Regions from separate parts of the Mus musculus genome. Here region 1 is linked to region 2. A link is a contact called in public Hi-C data. All regions are on one chromosome and are shown on one strand. Each heading gives the region's core, a stretch centred on a gene start, on an enhancer-like site or on the middle of the called end of the contact. The rest is flanking DNA. Distances are from core to core; before and after follow the strand shown.

What was found. Hi-C and Micro-C count contacts between places; a contact is called where the count stands out from the background.
Region 1: a contact with region 2 is called in a Hi-C map of olfactory sensory neurons, with 4 times the contacts expected there. The contact joins two enhancer-like sites. A contact is called at or near these places in 1 of 39 promoter capture datasets (liver), 6 of 15 datasets of contacts at CTCF or cohesin (embryonic stem cells, hippocampal excitatory neurons, liver and 2 more), 130 of 484 Hi-C or Micro-C datasets (3T3-L1-derived adipocytes, the AML12 cell line, the AtT-20 cell line and 60 more), 17 of 115 datasets of contacts at active chromatin or transcription factors (the NIH/3T3 cell line, astrocytes, bone marrow-derived dendritic cells and 8 more) and 2 of 9 other capture datasets (adipose tissue and embryonic stem cells).

Annotation. Positions count from the first base shown.
Region 1 is chr9:58,861,675-58,867,987 of GRCm38.p6, forward strand. It overlaps Hcn4 (hyperpolarization-activated, cyclic nucleotide-gated K+ 4), which reads left to right. Exons shown (of 8, transcript NM_001081192.3): 8 at 1-1,501. Among named protein-coding and RNA genes, the nearest start is that of Hcn4, 42 kb to the left of the region's middle. Within about 2 kb of position 2,342, at least 20 of the 459 cell types and tissues checked have an H3K27ac peak or open chromatin away from gene starts, as enhancers often do. A contact at or near this core is called in olfactory sensory neurons, where this site is marked.
Region 2 is chr9:58,697,008-58,703,411 of GRCm38.p6, forward strand. All of the region lies in intron 2 of Rec114 (REC114 meiotic recombination protein), which reads right to left. It also overlaps the pseudogene Gm20620. Among named protein-coding and RNA genes, the nearest start is that of Rec114, 41 kb to the right of the region's middle. Within about 2 kb of position 1,549, at least 5 of the 459 cell types and tissues checked have an H3K27ac peak or open chromatin away from gene starts, as enhancers often do. A contact at or near this core is called in olfactory sensory neurons, where this site is marked.

The DNA of each region.
Region 1 (6,313 bases), core at 1,092-3,591, 170 kb after region 2:
TTTCTCCAGCTGTACAACGGGAGGGGAGGGGAACGTCTATTTATTGAGTCTGTTCTGTGCCAAGCACTGGTTATACATACTCACAGACTGGGGGGTGAGGATTATGGTTTCTCCCATTTCACAGGTGAGGAAACTGAGGGTTGATTAGAATCACATAACCAGGAGTGGCAGAGCTGGTCTGGTCTGAGCTGCAAATCAACCTCCCTAAGGTTAAAGCCTGTATTCCTCCCATCAGAAAACTGTGTTTGGTACAGCCCTAGCTTTTGGTCCCTAGGCAAAGTACAGGAGGAAGAGATGGGAGCTTGGTAGCAGTCAGACTTCAGTTCAAATCCCAGTTCTGCCACTTCTTAGCTGTGTGGCCTTGGGCAAGTTATCTGACCTTTCTGTTCCCTCATTAGTAAAATAAGAACTATGGAACTGCCTCACAATGACCAGTGAGAACCAGATAAGAAAAAGATGTGAAACGCCCAGCCCAGTGCCTGGCACACAGCATAGTAGGTGCTCAATAAATCATGTTTCTTCACCACCCCCCCCCCTCATAAACTTAGCCCATTGCTCCAGTGAACTATGATGAGAGCCCAGGGGATTTTAGCTGAGGGCTCCAAGACTTAAAACTCTCAGGACTCAGGAGGTGGCTGGGCCTCCATCATGGCTGGAGGAAGGTGCGTGGCCAGTGGTGGGCTTGAGTCAGGCCTTGGGATATGGGAAGTGTGGGTAAAGAAAGGAATTAGAGGAGAGAGTGCATAGGAGAGGTTACTGCAGTGATGTTGAGATGTGGGGCAGGGCCTCTGGGGGAGACATAGAGGATGGGGACCTCGGATGAGAGGCTAAGCTGATCTGTGGCTTTGGCCCTGAATTAGAAGCAGATGTCAGGACCCTGGAGGAGGCACAGCCAACAGCTTCCCTATCCATGGGTCGGAGCAGGTAGGACTGATGCCCGTGCAGTGAGGGGGCTGGTTCTACCATGCCTGTCATCCCCATGCAGCAGCCAGAAGGGTGGCATGAGCAGGTTTGGCCCTGGGGTGCCACAGGGAATCCTTTGTGGGTGGCTTGCAGGGAAAGAGAGGGTGAAGTCCCTGGTGCCCTAGAAAATCTGCAGGAGCCCTAGGTTATACAGGGCTGGGAGAAGCCTCCCAGACTGAGAGTCTTCGGACCTGTGTTCTGTCCCCCAAGGAAGGGAGCTTAGGGAGCCAGCTGGACGCCACAGAACCTGCAGTCCACCCTTGAGGAATAGGAGAGGAGCTGGGGTCTGGGATAAGGAGTGAGGGGTCTCTTGTCAACAGGCCTGGCCTAGCCACCCTTCTCTACTGATACATGCATTTTATAAACACCGACACACTGGCAAACTCCTTGGTGACTATGGAGAGGCCAGGTCCAGTCCATAGGACCTTCTACCCCACAACCTCTACAAGCAATTTTCAAATCTTCCACTTTTAAAACAGAAAAACGGTCAAACACACCGTCTTGTATATTTTATTTAAATAAAAAAAATTACAGCAAATGCCGCCTTACTTGGGGGGGGGGTCAGAGATGGAGTGGTGAGGTTCACAGGGAAACCTGGAGCCTCCAGTGAGGATGTGGGGGTGGGAGTGGGACACTGCCCCTTGAGCAGCTGTGAACACACGTGCATGAGCCTCCCCCATCACAGAAGCATGGAGTTGAGTTATATGCAGAACTGTGCATGGGAGCGTGAGGCCTGACTACAGAGAGATGTGTACCTGCGTCCAACCTGTGTGTGTGGGGGGTTGAGATGGTGTATCCCCAGTGTCATGTGTGAAGGCGGAAGGACCCTGATGCAGGCCCTCTTCCCTGCCTCTGCCACAGCTCCACAGTCCTCGGAAGAGGAGGAGGAGGCCAGTACATGACACATGATCTCCAACCAGCTAAATGCTGAGCAGGCGACACACCCTCTTGCTGCAGACAGGCCCTCAGGAGAGGACGATTAGCTGGGGGCAGGAGGTGAGCAGTCGTGAGGAGAGCATCATAGGCACCAGTGGATGGAGGACAGATGTGGGGCTCTAGCAGTCCAAGGTCAGACCTGGCACTAGGAGGTGTGTGGCACCAACTTCTCCCTCACACTCTTGTACCTAACCGTTGGCTACAAAGGGCTCCCACAGGCCCTTGGACCTTGATAGTCAGGGCAGGTGTCTGGGGTCGGAAGAGCAGTCTTCAGCTTCCTGGTTGGTGGGGGAATAACATCCTGCCTGTGTAAAGAGGGGGATTGCCTCTGGAAAGAGCAGGGAACCTGGCCAGTTGTTCCCCATCACTGCTTGCCTAGGCTGTTTCCGTGGTGACAGGCCTGGGAGCCCTGTTGCTAAGCAGACAGCTCGGCCGCCCAGCATCCCCATGACAACTGCCCCCTGTGGCCAGGTGGCAGAGCTTCCTTGGGGACCCCATTGACACGATATAGGCGAGGCTAAACTCAGCTGCTGTGGGGGCAGCCTAGGCTGGACCACAGTGGCCTCTGGTGGAGGTGGCCTCTGGGGCTGGGCAGGGGTGGGCGGGGAGCCTTCATAGGTGGGGTAGGGTGAGGTGGAATTAGAGGCAGGGTGGTTACACCAGCTGTTTTGTTCCTAGACTTCATAGGGGCAGGTAGTAAGTGCCTACTGTATATTAGGCCCTGGGTGCTTTCCTGTTGTCTCATTTCGTTCTCTCACCAACTCTAAAGTCAAAAGCCTCAATGACAGTGAGCCACAGGAAAGAGGTGTGAGGCTCAGAGCTGGTGCTCACTGGATGCCCATCAGCCAGAGTGGAGGGAGCTGGATCATACTCAGCAGGAGACTGAGGCCTTGCCCCTGTGCACGGGGCAAGCAGAGGCAGGGTGGGACAATGATAACACGGAGTGATGGTCTGCATAGAACTGAAGACCCACAGGGAAAACGGTGGTTGGCTTATTTTCCTTACCATTGACTAACAATTCTAAAGAGCCAGTGGTGAAATATTCCCCTCTCCCCAAATCTAAAAACGCCACCTCCCCGACAAGCTTCGGCCCCACGGGACAGCTCTTGTTCTTCTGGCAATCAGAAAGATGAGACGGCCCAAGATAACTCTGAGGCCTCAGTGGAACTAAACTAGACTGGAAAATTCAAATTGTGTGTGTGTGTGTGTGTGTGTGTGTGTGTGTGTGTATCAAACCTAGGGCCTCTCATAAGCCAGGCAAGTGCTGTACCATGCTGAGCTACATCCTCTGCATTGTTTCTTGAGACAGGTCTTGCTAAGTTACTCAGGCTGGCCTTGAGTTCAGCCCAGGCAAGCTTTGACATGCCTCAGCCTCTTGCCTCAGCCTCCTCTTGAACAGTTGAGGTCATAGGTCTGCACCAGGCCATTCCAAAGAAAATCTGAACGACTTAGAATGCTCCCTGGAGACTGCCCATCCCGAGAGCTAGATGTTGCTGTCTTCAGCAGAATGTCCTAAGGGCAGTCTCAACTCTCTGCTCTTACTTCTTACCCTGGAAGTCACTTCTTCCTCCCTAGCAATGTGACTTCCAGTTCTCTTTCCTGGGAAAGGCTCTGAGCCAGTCCTCTAGTCCACACTGGAGAAACCAGGACCGATGTCCATGCCTAGTCTTGTGGTTCTCCTCAGTGTCAGACCCCATTGGTCAGGTTCTCCCCAGAGTTGGGGTTCCCACTCTCCCTACTTAACCTAGACTCAGCTGTAAGAGTTCCTCTTCTTCCCAAAGGTTGGTGCTGATGGGCCTCTGGTCTTGGGCTCCTCTCTTGTCACTCCATGCGCCCTTCCGGGGCGACCTCACCATACCCAGGGCTTTCCCCCCTTTGTAGACAAAAGCCTCCCACACTTTCTCTCAACCCAGGCTCCCTATTCCCTCAGCCTTGGCTGGGGCTTCATCCTCTTCTGATGGACTAGGCTCTTCTACTCTCTGCTGCTTACAGCCCCCAGTGAGGTACAGAGCATTCTCCTGATGACCTCTGCCCCTGCAACCTCCCCCACCCCCCGCCCTGACCCTGTTGATTTTATTTCTTTAATTCTCTTTCTCTTGAAGGTGGAATATTTCAGGTAGGCAGAAGACACATTCCATATGAAGATATTAACAACACTAGCCTCTTACCACTCACCTAGTTTAAGAAACAGAACATAAAGAACACCTTTGAAGGCATCTTCTCTGTGGTTGTCGGTGGCTGTGCTTCTCCAGGCAGAATCACATATCTGAGAGCTACCATCCATTCCCTTTTACAGAAATAAGGTCTGTATTTGGTATAATGTATTTGGTTGTGTACCCAGGGTGAGGAGTTGAATTAGAAGTAGCTGCTTGGAGAGGTGAAGGATTTTGTTGTCAACATTGCTCAGAATGTCTGTATGTTGGTTAGTTTTGTTACTGTTTTAAATTTCTCTACAATAAGGATCTACAGGTTTGAGGATATCACTCAGTTGGCAGAGTACTTGCCTATAATGTATAAATCTCTGGGTTCCACCCCCAGCACTGCGTAAGACCAGGCATGGTGGCACATGCCTATAACCCCAGTACTCAGGAGGTGGAGGCAGAGGGGCTAGGGGTCAAGGGCAGCCATAGAGCCAGCTTAAGGCCAGCCTGGACAGAGTAAGCCCTGTTACAGCAACAAGAAGTGTCTTTTTATTGCCTGTGGTGGGGTGGGCCACACTCCTCTAAGCTCTGTAGTTCACTGAATTCTTGGTTTTAAAACAGTTGTTAAACGAATTTGCCATTGTGTTGTACATTTATTTGTACATCACTGTGGGGTGCTGTGGTCTCTTCTTTGTTTCACCTGTGTAGGGCTCCAGTCTGGAGATGGGAAAGGCAAGTCAGGTTCTCACGCTTGCAAACACCGCTGTTCCAAAAGCTCCCAGTTGCGAGGTTCCTGCTGAACTGTCTCTAGGCTCCATATCCAGTAGTGGAGCAGTTACTGACAAATTAATCTTCTTTTTATGAGACAATGCCAACTTGTTTAAGTAGTTCAAACAACTTACACTCCCACCTGCAGGGTATGAGTTATTCTTGCTCCACATTCTTGCCAATAACGCGGGAGTCATCAGGCTTCTTCCTCTCCCAGCCTAGTGCTAATAATTGTGTTTTAATGAGCAAAACTCTAATTACTAGTAACACTGGGTCTCTGTTCATATACTAATTTGCCATATACTTTGTTCATATACTAATTTGTGTTTTTACTTCTGAGAAACAGGAATTTACGAGTTTTGTTCTATTTTCTATTGTCATTTGTCTTTTTGTTGATTTGTAGGACTTTTACACATATTAGGAAAACACAATAAATTTTTATTAACTATGTGTCACAAATATCCCCTTTCTATGTGTGATTGGTATCATGTGCTCTCTCTCCCTCCTTCCCCCTCCATCTCCTTTTCTTCCCTCCTCCTTTCCTCCCTCTCCTCTTATCTGTTTTGATAAGCGGATGATTTCTATATTAAAATGAAGTTTACATTTGTTAATATATTTCAAATTCTAGAAATTTCCCTAGTGCCTTCTTTGCCTAAGACATCTCTCCTACTCTGATCTTCTTCAGTCACTTTCTTTCATACTCCATTGCCATAGGGCCACAACATAACTACAAAAGAGGTTGTATATGTAGACTAGGGACCTGGAATACTTGCCAGTTGTCAGTTTTTATCAGTGTGGTGATGAAATAATCAACTAAAAGCAACATCAGGGAGGAAGGGCTTGTTTGCCTCACACTTCCGGGTTACAGTCCATTACTACAGGGAAGTCAAGGCAGGGACTTGAAGTCAAGTGTCACACCCACAGTCAAGAGTGGAGAGAGAACAGACACGTGGGTCTTGATTTACTGCTTAATCTCAGCGCATTTTCTCCCTTCATACTGCTCAGGACTCCCTGTTCAGGGATCGGCCCCACCCATGATGCCCTGCATCTTCCAACATTAGTTAACAGTCAAGGCAATCTCCCAAGAACACGAGCACAGAACAGCCCAATCTGTGTAATTTTCCATTGCGATTCTTCCCAGGTGGTTCCGGTCGCCTGTGTCAAGCTGATAGTTAACACTCACTAGTACACCAGCTTTGAACATCTTGGCCAGTTCTTTTAATATGGTTTTATAATGGTCTTCATCGGGTTTTACAGTTCACTGGATTTGTTTCTAGCTGCTCATGGTTTTGTTACTATTGCTAACTTTATCGATGCTTCCTATTGAGGTATAATTCATATGCAGCAAAATTCATCCATTTTAAGTGTGGAGACAATGAGGTCTTACAACCACCTCAACACTTAGAGTCAGAACATTTCCACGACCCCCTCCCACCCGCTTCAGTTCCTTCCTCTTACTTGGTTCCCAGCAGCCTGCTATTGTAGCCCTCATGTTCCGCTGCTTC
Region 2 (6,404 bases), core at 299-2,798:
TGGTACCAGCAGAGTGGGGTATTCCTGTGACAACCTGACCATGTTTTGGGGAGGTCTGTGCAAGGACTTTGGAACTTTGGGCTTGAAGATCCATTCGTTGTTAAGAGCTCTGTCAGATGTTTTGTAAGAGCTTGGAAGATAATGTTGAGAACAGTGCAGAAGATGGAGGCCTGGCTTGTGAAATTTCAGAGGGAAAATTAAAGACTCTTTTCAGGGCCATTGCTGTTTTGATTGTGAAGATTCTGTAGTTCTGGTTAGCTGGGGCTGAAGAATCAGCTGTGATTAACAAGATACCAGAACTACCAAAGCAAAAACTTTGCATTACTGGGACTATTGATGCTGGTTAGCTGGAGCTAAGAAATTAGCGGTGATTAAGAAGAGACCAGCATCATTGAGGTGACATCTTCTGGGAAGTGTTTTCTGAGAGCACAGTGGCTGCGTTCCAGATATAGCCAAAGTTGTACCTTGTGCTGTGGCTGGACTTGGTAATGTGTAAGGGTCACTCAGGTGGTACTGGTTTTGAAGGCATGAAGGAGTTGAGCAGCTGAGGCTTGGCACTGTGATAGGCCATGGAAGGCCATTGGTTAAAGTGCAGCCTCAGTTGCAATTGATGGCCCAGGACTGAAGGGGTCATGCAGTGTTTTGGAGATGCCAGTACCATGAGATGACCACCAAGAGCAGCAGCAGCAGTGGAGTACAGGCATCTGGAGCCTAGAGGATGAAGCGTGTGCTACAAAGTGCATGGCTGGAGAAGTGACCCAAGTCCTTGGAGGAGCCCAGAAGATCGTAAGTTGGATCCCAGACATTGGACGGTTGGAGATTGACTTTTGCTTTTGATTGTGACTGTGCCCTGATATTTTCCCTCTTGAAGGAAGAAACTGTTTTAGTGGAGCCCACAGTTAAGAGACTTTTAATTGTAAAAAGACTTTGGATTTTAAAAGAGATGGATATCTTAAAGAGATTGAAATTTTAAGAATATGTAAAGACTGTGGGACTTTTAAAGTTATTTAGATCTTGGGGATGGATAAGAATGTAAGGGTTGAGGCTTACTAGTGATGTGTTTGTGTGTCAAGTTGACAAGGGGTCAATTGTACTGGCTAGTTTTGTGTCAACTTGACACAGATGGGGTTATCACAGAGAAAGGAGCTTCAGTTGAGGAAATGCCTCCATGAGATCCAACTCTAAGGCATTTTCTCAATTAGTGATCAAGGGGGAAAGGCCCCTTGTGGGTGAGACCATCTCTGGGCTGGTAGTCTTGGGTTCTATAAGAGAGCAGGCTGAGCAAGCCAGGGGAGGCAAGCCAGTAAAGAACATCCCTCCAAGGCCTCTGCATCAGCTCCTGCTTCCTGGCCTGCTTGAGTTCCAGTCCTGACTTCCTTTGGTGATGAACAGCAGTATGGAAGTGTAAGCCAAATAAACCCTTTCCTCCCCAACTTGCTTCTTGGTCATGATGTTTGTGCAGGAATACAAACCCTGACTAAGACAACACAACAGTTCAAATTGACCTTTGATTTGATGGGTCCTACATAAGGCTTTGTGGAATTTCATAAGATTATCAAGCCTCATACAGAACATTCAGAACATACAGAACAAAACAGGGAATGTGGTCAGCGTGTCCTTGAGCCATGTCACTTCTCTGTGTCAATGACCGGCAGACATGTTACAGCAACAATATGAAATAGCTGGCAGGCATGAAACAAAATGGCCACAGCTATTCAGGGTGCTGGGGGTCAGAACATAACAGTTTTACCTGCTGGGCCATCTCCTCAGCCCACAGTTGCATTTTAACAAAAGACCCAAATCCTTAAGAACTCACTGAGAAGCACTGCTCTATAAACTCAGCCAGTCTGCTCCTAGGCAGTACTGGAAAACAACATACAGCGTTCACCAAAAGATACATATTGAAATGCTTTTAATAGCATGACTTGATAGTTAAAAACTAGAAATGACCCAAATTTCTCTGTGAAAGATTCATAGAATAGCCAACAACTGCACACATCAATTTAGATGAGCCCCGTAAAACGGTAAAGGGTGACAACTCAGACACAGAGGAGTCCTTACTCTGTGCTTAGAGGCTACACTGCTGCTGGCCTCTGGGGAGACAGATATGCAGCTGTCACCGAGGGCAACCCTAGAAAGGCTTCTGGGAGACACAATTAGTGAGGCTACCAACATCCACATGAACTACGTGCTTCGCCAGGCATCCAGGAGGAGAGTTACACCTCAATGTCAGAGCACAGGCTGCAGAGTAACTGGAACTGCACAGACTGGCACTCAAGTAAGCATGCCTGCTGGGAGAGCCAGATCCTCCAATCGCCTTAAATCAGCACAGGAGTTTCTTATAAAATTAAATACTCAAATACTCACTTACTACTCGATAAATTCTTATAAAATTAAATACTCAAATACTCACTTACTACTCGATAATCCTATACCTAGGTATTACCCAAGAGAAGTTGAGGTAATATATGAAACCTTGAAGGTAAATGTTCACAGTTTTGGCTAGGCAGTGGTGGTGGCACACGCCTTTAATCCCAGCACTTGAAATGCAGAGGCAGGCGGATCTCTGTGCATTTGAGGTCAGCCTGGTCTACAGAGTTGCGGTCCAGAATAGCCATGGCTACCCACAGTCTGCTCTGACAAACGAAGAACAAAATCAACAAAATGTTCACAGTAGCTTCATTTATAATTGTCCCAAATTAGAAATAACCCAACCATCCATCCACGGAGAGATGGGTAAACTGCGGTACGTTCATAAGTGAAATGTGGCCAACGGTAAAGAACACGACTCATTCAACAACAAACACAAGCCTCAAAACCATGCAGAGGTACAGAAGCCAGACACAAAAGAACACATTTCTCGTGAGGCCAGACAAATCGACAGGACCAGAAAGAAGAGCAGGGAGGGTATTTTGTCACAGCAACAGAAACCAGCCACGAATGCAGTGGCCCAAGGGAACGCTCCACAGTACACTGGAGGTTTATCGCACATCAGTGAACTTAACTCCTACAAGCTGCATCCTAATGAAACTAAGCCAATTAGAGACTAAAAGAAGATTTTTAAAGATTTAACATTTTTACAACATATAGAAAAATGGCAGTACCACCAGAGACAGAATCTCAGCAGTACTTCACAGGAAACGTGAAGGACACTGACTTCTAGGATGCTGGGAAACCCGAGAGGGACAGCGGAACACTGATGGGTTTCTACCATAAAACAATGCAGATGGAAGCCAAATGCTTACACACACTCTCTCCATTAGAAGCTGACTGTCCCGTAAGCCCCTCTGGAATGAGGAATAATTTCCATAGTTTAAAGGGCTGTGGTCCAGCAAAGAGTCTGCCTAAGACCTAGTAACAACTTGTGAAATCACAAAATTCAACAAAGCCACACTGAAAGAGACACTTATTTACTCTAGCCCAGGGCAGTCATCTCACTTCTGCCAAGGCAGCTTCCCTGAACTGAAAAAGGAACTTAATCCCGATTCCAGGGCTCTGGGGCTCTGAGTGTATTTTCCCTTTCTACACTAAAATGTCACAGTCAGCATCCAGGACAAGCCACCACCGTCATCAGTTTGGAAAGAGTGTTAGGCAGGCAAGTAAGACAACTGAGTGCTGCAGGTTAGTGGCTGACTGACACACTTCTGTGGATGTTTTGTTTTTCCCAAGTTCACAGCCTATACACCTCTTCTAGGATCAGACTGTGTACGGCAACTCAAGCCTTGGACTGCATCTCTGGCATGACCGTAGAAGGAGGGGAGCCTCAGCTTGGGAAGTGGGTTCACTTGCCTCTGCTCATTCACTCCTTCCACAGTGTAAGGACACAGAGCTTGTCCCCTGGCACTCACTGGAAGCAGAGGGCAGCCCTGGCCCTACACCAACCAATCCCCCAGCCCACAAGAAGGAACAGCAGCACACCGGTTCCTCATTAAGGTGCTGGGGATGATCTCAGATTCCAAAGGGGAGCTGAGAGACAAGGCAGGGGAGTCAAGGCACAGGGCTCACATACCTCCCAGGAGAGTAGCGGGGCCGTCTTCGGTAAGCATTGCATAAAATCTAAAGCTTATGTGCAAGTGGGAAAGTAACGTAGAGTAGTAAAATGTTTTTCCTCTTGCTTACCCAGCTATCTTGTCGTTGCTGCCGACGGTTCAAAGGGAAGATGACTACAAAGGAGATGTATATAGCACTCAGGAAGCTGAGGCAGGGGGATTATGAGTTTAAGGCTAGTCTGGACTGTACAGTGAAACTCTGTCAGAAGAAAAGAGAAGGGTGAGCTGGAGAGATGGTTCAGTGGTTAAGAGCACTGACTGCTCTTCCAGAGGACCTGGGTTCAATTCCCAGCATCCACATGGTGGCTCACAACCATCTGTAATGAGGTCTGATGCCCTCTTCTGGTGTGTCTGAAGACAGCTACAGTGTACTCACATACATAAAATAAATCATTCTTTAAAAAAAGAAAAAGAAAAAGAAAAGAGGAGGGGAGGGAAGGGGAGGGGAGGGAACTGGCATTAATTTAAAGAGTTTAATCTAGGAATGACTTCATATCAAAAACTTGCACTAAATCCCCCTCTTGAAAATTCTCAGACTGATAGAGGGAACATTTTTTTAAAAACCTAACTGGATTAAAACAGCGTTTGAAGGTTAGAGGTTCACTTAAACAGGAATGCACTATTTCTTGATGGTAAACAAAGAGGAGATTTCTTTCTGTAGAACATTAGCTCTGAGTGTGAAAGATAAAAAGATGAAAGCGAAACACCAGGAGCTCCATCACCTTAGGGGTGACCCAGGCTCCTAGAAGACAGGACTAAACTGCCTCAAGCTAGTTCACTGAGTCTCATTCAGGTGAAGACAAGCAGGTGTGGGGGGGGGGGGTGAGCAGGACTTACTGACATAAAAGAGTGGCTGGAAACTATGGCCAAAGTCTTGGGAAATAACTCCCCTGTGGGCTATTTCTAGAATGCTGGTCTGAGACTCTGGCTTCCTGACTTCTAAAGGAAGAGGGAAATGAAAACAGTGTTTTCACATCTGGAGAGACAGCCCAAAGGAGTAACAAGTGATCCCACTTATTTATTTAGATTAATTTTTAGGTTTTGTGTATGAGTGTTTTACTTGCTAGATGTACGTGCACTGTATATGTACCCAGTGCCCACAGAGGTCAGAAGTGGGTGTCAGAACCCCTGGAGCTGGAGTTACAAATGGTTGTGAGCCACCATGTGGGTGCCAGGAACTGAACCCAAGTCCTCTGCAAGAGTAGCCAGTGCTCTTATCCACTGACACATCTCTCTGGCCCCATTCCCGACTTTTAACAAATACGGGTTTGTGAAATGGGGAAAGATGGCAGACCACTGAAGACATTATCACTATCAATCTCTTCACCAGGAAGGGAGAAGCCAAACAGACTAAGCAGGCAGCAGTGAAGTGGTGGCCACTGATCCTTACTAAGTGTGACCCAAGGAGGGAACAGCGCTGCATAGAGCCGATCTCCTGTAAGCTACAAGTGTCTCCAACAAAAACGTCTCTTGGTGCTCAGCCAAAACACACCTTGTCTACGTTGCAAGAATAGACAGGAAGAAGAGACCTAGGAGAAAAGAAGCAATGTTCTTTGTGTGTATCTGTGCTTCTGCAAGCTGACAGACATCTCTAAAGAAATTCTATAAGTGGCCAGCAAACACAGATCCAACGCAGAGCCTCCTGAGGGCTAGGTAAGCTGTCACTGAGCCATACATCCCCACTTTGAAAGAACAAAACCAAGTACAGGCAGTACACTGAGAGGCTGGGACGCTGTAACTGTTGTTAAGAACAAAAAATGACACAGCCACTACGGAAAACAACTTGATAGTTCCTTAAAGAGTTCAATGTAGAATTACCACGTGACTTAGACTTTACTGTTGCTATGACAAAATATCTGAGAGAAGAATTAGCACAGAGAAGGTAAATGCTGGCACAGAACAGGCTGCAGTCCACAGCAGCCTGCAGGTTTCTGAGCCTGGTTTTCTGGATAAGCTATATCCTTAGAAGGCATGCTCACAGCAACCCGGTTCTTCCAAAGATGTCCCACTTTCCACGGTGCCAGCAGCTCCCAATATCTATTCAAAAGTTTAAACCACCAATGACTCAGGCCACTGACGTGAACCTCATGAAGGTCGGAGCCCTCATGATGTAGCCACTCCGGTAATGGCCTGACCGACATAAAGGAAAGTGTCCTTTATTCAGTTCCTACACGTCTTCCAACACAATCAACCTGACAGTCAAGACGGAGCAGAACATCCAGTAGTTCTTATGAGTGTGCACACAGACCAACCGAACGCAGAGCTCTGGCGAATACATAGATACTTGCTTATAGCAGGCATCACTCACAACAGGCAAAAAAAGAAAAAGGTGGAAGCAACCCAATATCCACTGAC